3 separate regions of the Hordeum vulgare genome follow, and all the other regions are linked to region 3. The links are chromatin contacts, called in public Hi-C maps. All regions are on one chromosome and are shown on one strand. The core of a region is the stretch at or near the end of the contact, and the rest is flanking DNA. Distances in the headings are between cores, read along the strand shown.

The links. A called contact is a pair of places that touch in the nucleus more often than the background predicts.
Region 1: a Hi-C map of leaf shows a contact between it and region 3, with 6 times the contacts expected there. The contact joins the promoter of LOC123443857 here to the promoter of LOC123443854 in region 3. A contact is called at or near these places in 3 of 6 Hi-C or Micro-C datasets (leaf and seedling) and 1 of 1 datasets of contacts at active chromatin or transcription factors (embryo).
Region 2: a contact with region 3 is called in a Hi-C map of leaf, with 4 times the contacts expected there. The contact joins the promoter of LOC123443853 here to the promoter of LOC123443854 in region 3. A contact is called at or near these places in 3 of 6 Hi-C or Micro-C datasets (leaf and seedling) and 1 of 1 datasets of contacts at active chromatin or transcription factors (embryo).

What each region holds. Positions count from the first base shown.
Region 1 is chr3H:359,314,841-359,318,429 of MorexV3_pseudomolecules_assembly, reverse strand. It overlaps LOC123443857 (carbon catabolite repressor protein 4 homolog 6), which reads right to left and starts at 1,315. Exons shown (of 15, transcript XM_045120395.1): 1 at 1,121-1,315; 2 at 538-1,042. The coding sequence starts at 1,180.
Region 2 is chr3H:358,156,743-358,160,419 of MorexV3_pseudomolecules_assembly, reverse strand. LOC123443853 (ABC transporter G family member 36) reads left to right here and starts at 1,955. Exons shown (of 21, transcript XM_045120392.1): 1 at 1,955-2,505; 2 at 2,597-2,717; 3 at 2,807-2,895; 4 at 3,099-3,343; 5 at 3,474-3,550; 6 at 3,647-3,677. The coding sequence starts at 2,162.
Region 3 is chr3H:358,703,435-358,707,072 of MorexV3_pseudomolecules_assembly, reverse strand. It overlaps LOC123443854 (ABC transporter G family member 37), which reads left to right and starts at 1,418. Exons shown (of 20, transcript XM_045120393.1): 1 at 1,418-2,106; 2 at 3,238-3,571. The coding sequence starts at 1,657.

The sequences.
Region 1 (3,589 bases), core at 66-2,565, 610 kb before region 3:
TAAAAGAGTGAATTCCACTTTTTACCCTGTAGTTGTAAATTTGTGACACATATTACCCCATTTAGTGGAAATTCTACTGGAACATCAGATTTTAGAGACTTTTAAATGATATTACCTCAGTTTTTCATTTTGCTTGTTTGTGTTAGATAGGATCTGCATGTTGCGTAAATGATTCGTAAGAAAAATGAGTAAAGTACAAAGGGCATTATTGACCATCATGTCCAGACTTTTCTTGTCCATTTGTTCCATTCCTCGTCCTCGGCCAGATATTTTTGGATCCCACACATCAACTTACACCTTCCCTAATGGACATGCATAAAAAAAATGAGTGTCTAAAGCTTCTTAAAGGGGTATTCTAGATGAATTTCCACTTGACGGGGTAATTCGTGTCACAAATGCACATCTAGGGGGTAAAATGTGGAATTCACTCTAAGTAAAACTAGTATACTGCTTGGACTTGAGAATAATGCTCCTAAGATGGTTTTGCAACACATTGCTGCAAATAAATACAGTAAATGTTAAGCATTGAGATGGTACCAGCATGGCGCGGTGGCAGCTTCTGCACAGATCGCCACTCTCGTTTGTACTGTGCCAGCCTCGATTGCAGCTGCGGCGCCGCAGGTCGGAACCCAGCATTCCGTGGCAGGAACCCTCCATTCGGTGGCACAACTCTGTATGGCTGTGGATGCCAGTGACCGTACTGATTTGGAGTCCCGTAGCCGTACTGAGGGCCTGGGAACGGCCCCTGCGGCGGATGGCTGTAGTTGTACGGCACAAACCCGTAAGGCTGAACCTGCGGCTGCGGCTGCGGATGTGGTTGAGGTTGACCATAGCCATATCCGTACGGCGGCGGCTGGAGCTGCGGCCCGTGCCTGTACTGCGGTGGAGACGCGCGAGGACCCCCGCCGCGACGGAGGGAATCGTTGGCAGCGGGCACAGTGCTGAGGTGGGAATCGCCGCTGACGAGCTCGGCGTCGGCGTAGGCGGAAGGAGGCGGGGGGCGGGAGGAGTATCCGCGGTGAGGCCGCGAGGATCCTCGGCGCTGCAAAAGGGGAGAAGGGTAAAAGGGGTTTAGATGTCAGGGATTGATAGGGAGGAGGAAGCCCAAACGGAGATTTACGTTGTAGTGAGAGGACATCGAGGCGGCTCGACGGAGAAAAGCTGAGGGGACGACGCGCATCCCCTGTGGTCACGACGGTGGCGGCAACGGCGGGCGGCGGCCTGGGAACAGCCGCATTCGACGAGTCGCCGGGGGCGGCGGAGTTGACTGCTGGCGCGGCGACGAAGGGGACGGGAGGCGGTGTGCTGCCGACGCAACGCCGAGGCAGGAGTACTAGGCTTTCCCGACTTCCTTACACTAACTTCGTGTCAGACCCTTGATTTTCGATCGGATGGTTGGCAGGAAAATGCCTTGTATCTGCAGCAGTATTTTCTGGATTCTCTTTCCTTGTAAAAAAGGATTAGACAGTAAACTAAGCTTAAACTGAACCTTTTCAGTGATTTGTGTTTGGGAATCGTTTCTGGCCGGTGCGTCGACCGCGCGCCTGTTGACTGGGCATGTAACATTTTTTCGTTTAAATTGTTGCAACCAACGTTATTTTTGCTGTAAGCGTTATTTTTTTGCTACATCTAGTCCACTAAAAAAGCTGCATATACGTTTGGTTGCAACTTCAGTTCTTCGGATTTTTCGTTACAATCGATGTTTTTTTACTTTTGCTACAACCGTGTTAATTTTTGCTACAGCCGGCATCATTTTTTGCTATAACCGTTCACTAAAAAAGTTGCATACACGTCACGTAAATATTTGTTACAACCGGCGTTTGACTTTTGCTACCACGCACCATCAGCTTCGTTTTTTTGCTACGATCACGTAGATATTTTTTTTGCTACAAATTTTGTTTTTTGTTGCAACCGTTGAAAAATTGTTGCATCGCATCGAAATTTTGCTGCATCGGGATGAAAAATGTTGCATGGAGATCCAACGGCGCGGACGCGCAGGGGTTGGTGGATCGTGCGGCCCGCGCGCGGTTTCTGCCGGTGCGCCGGCGCAGAGCACTGCCCTTTGTGTTTTTGGCAGTCTGTATGTTTTACGATCTGAACATTTAAAACCATCAGATCTGATTTTTTATTTTTTTTGCGAATAAAAAATTTCATTGATTAAATGGGATCAAAACAGTCCTCCTTACATAAGGTATCAACCTCTACCGGCGTACAGCGAAGCCAGACGGCCGTTCGCTAATCTACATGACCAATACGGGCAAGAGCAACTTTATTCCTACTCCTGACCACATGCAATATCGCATGTTCTCCCACCTCTTTGAGGGTTCGCTTGATCTCCATTAGCAGTGCCGCGCAGGGTGATCTGTGTTGGGGAACGTCGCATGAGAAACAAAAATTTTCCTACGCGGACGAAGACCTATCATGGTGATGTCCATCTACGAGAGGGGATGAGTGATCTACGTACCCTTGTAGATCGTACAGCAGAAGCGTTAGAGAACGCGGTTGATGTAGTGGAACGTCCTCACGTCCCTCGATCCGCCCCGCGAACAATCCCGCGATCAGTCCCACGATCTAGTACCGAACGGACGGCACCTCCGCGTTCAGCACACGTACAGCTCGACGGTGATCTCGGCCTTCTTGATCCAGGAAGAGAGACGGAGAGGTAGAAGAGTTCTCCGGCAGCGTGACGGCGCTCCGGAGGTTGGTGATGACCTTGTCTCAGCAGGGCTCTGCCCGAGCTCCGCAGAAACGCGATCTAGAGGAAAAACCGTGGAGGTATGTGGTCGGGCAGCCGTGAGAAAGTCGTCTCAAATCAGCCCTAATTGCTCCATATATATAGGAGGAGGGAGGGGGGCCTTGCCTTGGGGTCCAAGGACCCCCAAGGAGTCGGCCGAGCCAAGGGGGAGGACTCTCCCCCCCCCCAAACCGAGTTGGACTAGGTTTGGTGGGAGGGAGTCCTCCTCCCTTCCCACCTCCTCCCTCTTTTTTTTCTTTTCCTTTGATTTCTTATCCTTGGCGCATAGGCCCCTTTGGGGCTGTCCCACCAGCCCACTAAGGGCTGGTGTGTCTCCCCAAAGCCTATGGGCTTCCCCGGGGTGGGTTGCCCCCCCCCCCGGTGAACTCCCGGAACCCATTCGTCATTCCCGGTACATTCCCGGTAACTCCGAAAACCTTCCGGTAATCAAACGAGGTCATCCTATATATCAATCTTCGTTTCCGGACCATTCCGGAAACCCTCGTGACGTCCGTGATCTCATCCGGGACTCCGAACAACATTCGGTAACCAACCATATAACTCAAATACGCATAAAACAACGTCGAACCTTAAGTGTGCAGACCCTGCGGGTTCGAGAACTATGTAGACATGACCCGAGAGACTCCTCGGTCAATATCCAATAGCGGGACCTGGATGCCCATATTGGATCCTACATATTCTACGAAGATCTTATCGTTTGAACCTCAGTGCCAAGGATTCGTATAATCCCGTATGTCATTCCCTTTGTCCTTCGGTATGTTACTTGCCCGAGATTCGATCGTCAGTATCCGCATACCTATTTCAATCTCGTTTACCGGCAAGTCTCTTTACTCG
Region 2 (3,677 bases), core at 706-3,205, 550 kb after region 3:
ATTATTGCCTCTAGGGCATATTTCCAACAGTGGACACTTTTTTTTGGTGGCCACCTAAATTTTACTACCCAACACCAATATTTGAGTCCTTACTACACCACCAAAAGTACCAAAAGGTGACGCCAACACGACCACTCTTTGGTGTTTTCACCGCTACGGCACCGACACATCCTACGTCAGTGCCTACGATTTTGGTCGCTGCCACACCGCCGGCCACCCCGAGCTCCGTCGCTCAGGGTCGATCGCCGACCCCCATGACAATCGCTGAGTTTGGGAAGCCACCGCCCAGTTTCGTCGAGCTCCTCCCTCTGACACTAAATTTCGCTGGCCGTTGTCGGATCAGCCCTCCCCTCCCCCTCCCCCTCCCCCCGCCCCAAGTTTCGGATACTCTCGGAAAACCCATATGTAAAGTAGAAAAAAAGATTACCTTTAACTTTGAATCATTTTATTTACAAAAAAGTGAAAACCTTATTTATCTTTCCACTTAGAGCATCTCTAACAAAGAGAACTAAAATTTTGCTCAAGATAGAAATTGTAAATTTGGGGTTGTTTGGCCCAAAAAACGACTCCAAGAACACAACTAAAGTTGTTGCATGTGGACCAATTTTTTGGTGTGCGCCCAAATGTTACCCAGTACCAATTTTTTACTCTTTGCGACACCTCCAAAGTACCAATAAAGTGGCACCAACCCACCGCCCTTCGGTATTTTCACCGCTACTGCACTGGCATGCCTACGATTTTGGTCACTGCCATACCGTCGGCCACTCCGAGCCCCTTCGCTCAGGGCAAATCACCGCCCCCTACAATGATAGCTGAGTTTGCGACGCCACCACCCAATTTCAATGACAAAGAAAGTGAAATTACATTTATCTCACGCGCAAAAGAAAAGGAAAAAAGAAATGACACGTAGAGTATCTCAGTTCCTATTGGAAAAGATATGTCATTTGATGCATAGGATAAGATTTTCTTCATCGAGTATAGCCTAATGTAGTATAACCTCTAGAGGAGGAGTCATGACGATGACGTATGCGTGTTGTCTCACCATGACCCTATTTAAGTAGTATGCGGGCTTTTTTATGTGTGCCGCTCAACCGTTGTAACAGTTTTCGTCCAGTTTTCCATAATTAACTGGACAATCTAGTTTTTCTGGATTTTTCCTGATAAACTGAGTAACTCTTTTCTTCTTAATGAATGCATGATAATTGTCATTTCAAAAAAATATATATGGTATAGCCTAATGTATTTCTCATTTGAAATATAAAGGTTGGTTCCTACCCACGTAGGAATGGAACTTAATTCCTACAACCAAAAGGGCGCTAGAATTATTTTTTTCCCTATAGGATTACCTACTAAATTACTGTGAACAAAGAAGGCCGAAAATAGACTGTACAGAGGAGAAAAAATGTTGGCTAATAAATACTCCTACTTACTCCTTTTGTTTTTAAATATAAGTTTTTAAAAATATTTCACTAGAATCTACATATGAACATATATAGAAATATTTTAAAGTATAGATTTACTTATTTTGTTTTGTATGTACTTCCTTCTTTTTAAATATAAGACCTTTTAGATATTTTAGTATGAACCACATACGAAGCAAGATAAGTGAATGTACACTCTAAAATATGTCTATATACATCTGTATCTAATTCATAATGAAATATGTAGAAGGTCCTATATTTAGAAACAAAATGAGTAGTCGATTCTAAAATCTTAGAAAACTTATATTTAAAAATTGGAAGGAATACTCTTTAATCAAGCCCGCATTCCCCGCAGGAAATGCTGGCAAAATAAATGCTGGCCCGCCAATCCTGCGGGAAGGGAAGGACACGCTGTTCTAGAGGACTGCAGCCCTGGTTGAGCCTCGGAGTACGGACTAGGCTTCTAGAAGCGACCAGCGGCCGCACGGTATAAAGGAATGGACGGGGATTTCCTTGGTAACCAAGCCGTCACCCGTGTTCTCACTTTCCCCGCTTCCCCTTCCCGTTCCCGTTTCAGGCACACAACTCTGACTCGCAATCGCGAGCCACCACCTTCCCAACGGATTCCCACACCTTACAAAACCCCCGTCGCCCCAACTCACCAGCATAAACGCACCTGAGGCTTGAAACACACCCGAGAAGCGAAAAGCCCTTGGAAGTCACGCCGACGGCGGGGGGAGATGGACGCGACGGCGGAAATCCACAAGGTCGCCAGCATGCGGCGCGGGGACAGCGGCTCCATATGGCGGCGCGGGGACGACGTCTTCTCGCGGTCGTCGAGGGACGACGACGACGAGGAGGCGCTGCGCTGGGCCGCCCTCGAGAAGCTGCCCACCTACGACCGCGTCCGCCGCGCCATCCTCCCGCCTCTCGACGGCGGCGAGGGCGCGGCGCCGGGGAAGGGGGTCGTCGACGTGCACGGCCTCGGCCCGCGCGAGCGGCGGGCCCTCATCGAGCGCCTCGTGCGCGTCGCCGACGAGGACAACGAGCGCTTCCTGCTCAAGCTCAAGGACCGCCTCGAGCGGTGCGTGCTACTACCCGTTTCCGTTTCCTGGCCGGAGCTCGTCGCCATGCCTGCCGGGTGTTTGATGATTTGTGCGTGTTTGGTTGCGCAGGGTTGGGATTGAAATGCCCACGATCGAGGTGAGGTTCGAGCACCTCGTGGCGGAGGCGGAGGTCCGCGTCGGCAACAGCGGCCTCCCCACCGTCCTCAATTCCATCACCAACACGCTCGAGGTGATCGTCGCAGCCAGACACCAAGGACGTTTGTGTCTCTGCGTGTCAGTTGAAGAGATATTGATTTGTTCTCGGTGTGCTTGGTGCAGGAAGCGGCGAACGCGCTGCGCATACTCCCCAACAGGAAGCGGACCATGCCCATCCTCCACGACGTCAGTGGCATCATCAAGCCCCGCAGGTAGTCAAAAGATCTCTCTCAGCCTTTTTGGCCACAGAAAACATGCTCATGCTCATGCTCATGCTCATGCTCATGCTCTGCCTGCCGAGTACACACTACACAGTACACTTGTCACCTGATTGAACCTGTAGACTTTGACCCGCGGGTCTTTTGGAACTTGGCTTCATAGCTTCTTCCACCTCACGCTCTTTTCGTTCGCGCAGGATGACACTCCTGTTGGGTCCACCTGGGTCCGGCAAGACCACATTGCTGCTCGCGCTGGCCGGGAGGCTCGACAAAGACCTCAAGGTCTCAGGCAATGTTACCTACAACGGGCACGGGATGGAGGAGTTTGTGCCGGAGAGGACGGCGGCCTACATAAGCCAGCACGACCTCCACATAGGGGAGATGACTGTGAGGGAGACGCTCGCCTTCTCCGCACGCTGCCAGGGTGTTGGCACCCGCTTTGGTACAATTCTCTGCAACTGTCACATGCACTTGCTCATGCATTCATTTCTGCTGCTTTCAGATCCTTTGGGATTGGCTGAGTTTGCTTCAGATACTATGCTTATCAAGCTTCCTTTTTGTTACATTGTCAGATATGCTCACGGAGTTGTCCAGGCGAGAGAAGGCCGCAAATATCAAGCCAGATGCTGATATCGATGCATTTATGAAGGCAAGACTTGCAAATCTGAAATAAACCAAGAATATTATAGTGGTTTCTGTGTGTTCTTCATGATATCTAATCCGAAATTATGTTTATCTTCATTAGGCGTCTTCAATGGGGGGTCTGGAGGCCAATG
Region 3 (3,638 bases), core at 169-2,668:
CTCTCGAGGATTTCTAGCATATCCCTTCTACCCCAGGGGCTTCCATTTATATATAGGTGGAGGCTCTCAGATTACAATAGAATCCGGATCGTACTACAACCCGTGACTTAATCTAACTCCTACCTATCTTGTCTTCCAAGCAGGAAATAACTCTTTACGTCAAGTGCAATGAGCGACCCGCTAGGTGATTGGATAACCCACACTTCAAGAGGAGCCGCTCCTTAGGCCTTGTGTTTATACATGTCTTGTTCTTGGGCTAGACTTTAAAAGGTCGGGTAAGGCCCGGGGTTATATCCTCAAGACTGGACGTCGTGGTGTCGTCGACGACAAATAAGCCTCACAAGGTTGACGCATGAGTACAACTCTGAAGATGGATATGTGCAAGACGACGACGGCAACCTATGAGAGTGCGCCGGACCGGTGTGTGCCCCATATCCGACAATGTGGCTTGGTTGGGGCCTTCGGTTTTAGATGTTAGCCTATGATGCGAGGTTTGTTTGATATTTGGCTCACACTGTGGCACCCCTTTATCAAGTTGATAGGAGTAACGATAAATGTTGTCAAGACGATGGCTTCAGACTTACTAATATATTATTTTATAATTTTTTTGTAAATTATTAATAAAATAATTGCATGCATCGCCGAGATGACCGGTCTTTCTCCCTTTAAAACATCAATATATAAGAAAAGGCAAGTAGACCAATGGACGAAGAAAATTTCGACCAACCGGCTCAAGGATTCGCCTGAAAAGACTTTTCTACACGGATGGGATTTAATAATGAATGGGTCACTGCTCATGTCGACACCCCTAACGAAATGAATGGGCGGATCAATCTCTGGTGAGCCGTTGGATGGACGCAGCCGCCGTTGTCGTCGCCCGGCCTCATCGTCCTGGCTGGACACGATTTTTTTAACCACACCCATCCAAAGTAGACACTATTGTTAACAATCAGAGACCACCAGTACTAGTCGTAGTAGTATACTCTTGCTCCTACTCTGCATCTGCAAGTGGTTGCAGGCGGCTGCCCTCTTCCTAATATCATACTATCCCTGGCCAAACGAACCTACCGCGGGGGGAGAGCAGCCTCTAATCGAATAATCCCGAGACATGCATGCATGTTGACCACTGCCCGCCTCGGCCACGACGCAGAGACAAAACCCCCGCTGATGCCAGGAAGCTCCCCCCCGCGCGCGGTCAGGTGTAAACACGCGCGTGAAAAATGAAGAGCTAGCTCGAAAGCGTAGTTTCATTATCTTGTAGGACGACGACCACATCCCGTGCCGGGTCCAAGCTCGCACAGTGCAGCGGACCTGTACGAAATGTGTCGAGGTCAAGGACCCGCTCAAGGTAGGTGAGGTGAAACTCGATAATGTGGCTGCCGTGGTCTTCCTCCTCACCAGCTTCTTCAACCATTCCCTTCTCCTGGGCGTATATATAGGGACTCCTTCGTCTGCTCCCTTCGTACTAGCTCGTACCCCAAGCCAAACCAGTGAGTCCCCTGTCGGAAGGCAAGGAGGAGCTGCGCAACAGAGCTAAGCCAGGGCAGGCCAGGCCAGTGCACTGTGCACAATACTCCTAGAATAGAGTGATCAACGGAGGAAGAAGACGAAGATAAGTAAGTAAGTAAGTAAGCAATCAATCAAGCAGAGGCGAGGATGGATCGAGAGATCCACCGGGTGACGAGCCTGCGGCGGGACAGCTCGCTATGGCGGCGCGGCGACGACGTGTTCTCGCGGACGTCGTCGCGGTTCCAGGAGGAGGAGGACGACGAGGAGGCGCTGCGGTGGGCGGCCCTGGAGCGGCTGCCCACGTACGACCGGGTGCGGCGCGGGATCCTCACGGTGGAGGACGGCGGGGAGAAGGTGGAGGTGGACGTGGGGCGGCTGGGCGCCCACGAGAGCCGTGCGCTCATCGAGCGGCTGGTTCGCGCCGCCGACGACGACCACGAGAACTTCCTCCTCAAGCTCAAGGAGCGCATGGACAGGGTCGGCATCGACTACCCCACCATCGAGGTGCGGTTCGAGAAGCTGGAGATCGAGGCCGAGGTGCGCGTCGGCAACCGCGGCCTCCCCACGCTCATCAACGCCGTCACCAACACACTCGAGGTACATCATTCCTTCTCCTTCCGCTCCAAAACAGATGCGACAAGTCCATGCATGGCGGCTTACCTTCAATTTGCATTTGTTTTTTGTTTTCCCCCCACACCACTCGAACAAGCATGTTGATCATAGTTAATGATAACTAATCAGTCCTGGCTTGGCTGCGACAGTACATGTACATGGTAGGGCCAATTAGTCGATGAGGATGGGCTGCTTTTGCGTTTTGGTGCAGCTGGTTCCGCGATGGAGGCGAGCGACGGTGCTCTCTCGTTTATCATATGGTTATCGACAGCGACGCTGCGAAAATTGAAGCCAAGTAGGGGCTTTGTTTTCTCGTTTTTGCGATTGCAACTTGCCAGCGAGCTGTATGCCTTTTGGCCCATCGGCAAGCAATGCGGTAGGTGAGTCGCCTCTCGGCGCGTGATATTTTCTTGGCTTCACAAAAGACCAAGCACACGCTGCAGCTTGATTGCCGTTTCGGCCACTTGTCCGGCAGAAAGTATTACTCTGACCGTGTCTCGCTTTCGAGGCTTTTTTTTTCTCCACGTGACTTCGGAATTCGAGATTTATTAAACCTAGCCGCCACCTAATATTCAGGTCCTCATCCTTTCTTCTTTCAATTGCACCAAGTACTAGTAACAATTTTATATTACTCCGTATTATACAAAGATAAATGTTTATTTAAACAAGAAATGTGATCTTTTAGGAGTAGTACAAAATTTCCTAGCATAAAGTAGCCCAACAAGAGCCCAAACTGTCGCGACGCCGGGCTCGGCCCGCAACGGAGCCTGCCGCTCCTGCCCGACTTCATCACTTACAAAAAAACAAATAACAAATACCGACCGTGTCCCACCAACCTCCGCCTATGGCCACCGGCACCGGCACGGCGTCGCGACGGTCGTTCCCTACCTCCGGCCACCTCCACCGCATCCCCATCCACGCCACGGAATCGTCCGACCTCCACCCCATGGCATGCGATGTTGGCGCATCGGCCGCGCGGCTCTGCGGCATTCCGCCGAGCGAATGGCGTGCGCGTCCACCTCGTTTCGCCAGCGACACCGCCATTGGAAGAAGAAGAACCGTGTCCTTTCTTTCGATATCTCTCTCTAAGCATGTGAATTGCTCGGTGTGCTCCAGGCCGTCGGGAACGCGCTCCACGTCATCCCCAGCCGGAAGCAGGCCATGACCGTCCTCCACGACGTCAGCGGGATCATCAAGCCCCGGAGGATGACGCTGCTGCTTGGGCCTCCTGGCTCGGGAAAGACGACGCTGCTGCTGGCGATGGCAGGGAAGCTGGACAAGGACCTAAAGGTCTCCGGGAAGGTCACCTACAACGGCCACGGGATGGACGAGTTCGTCCCGCAGAGGACCGCCGCTTACATCAGCCAGCACGATCTCCACATTGGGGAGATGACCGTGAGGGAGACGCTGGCCTTCTCGGCCCGGTGCCAAGGTGTTGGCACTAGATATGGTATGCTATGCTCATGCTGCCTAATTATTGGGGCTATGTTATGGATTTGATATGCTTATCTATCTTA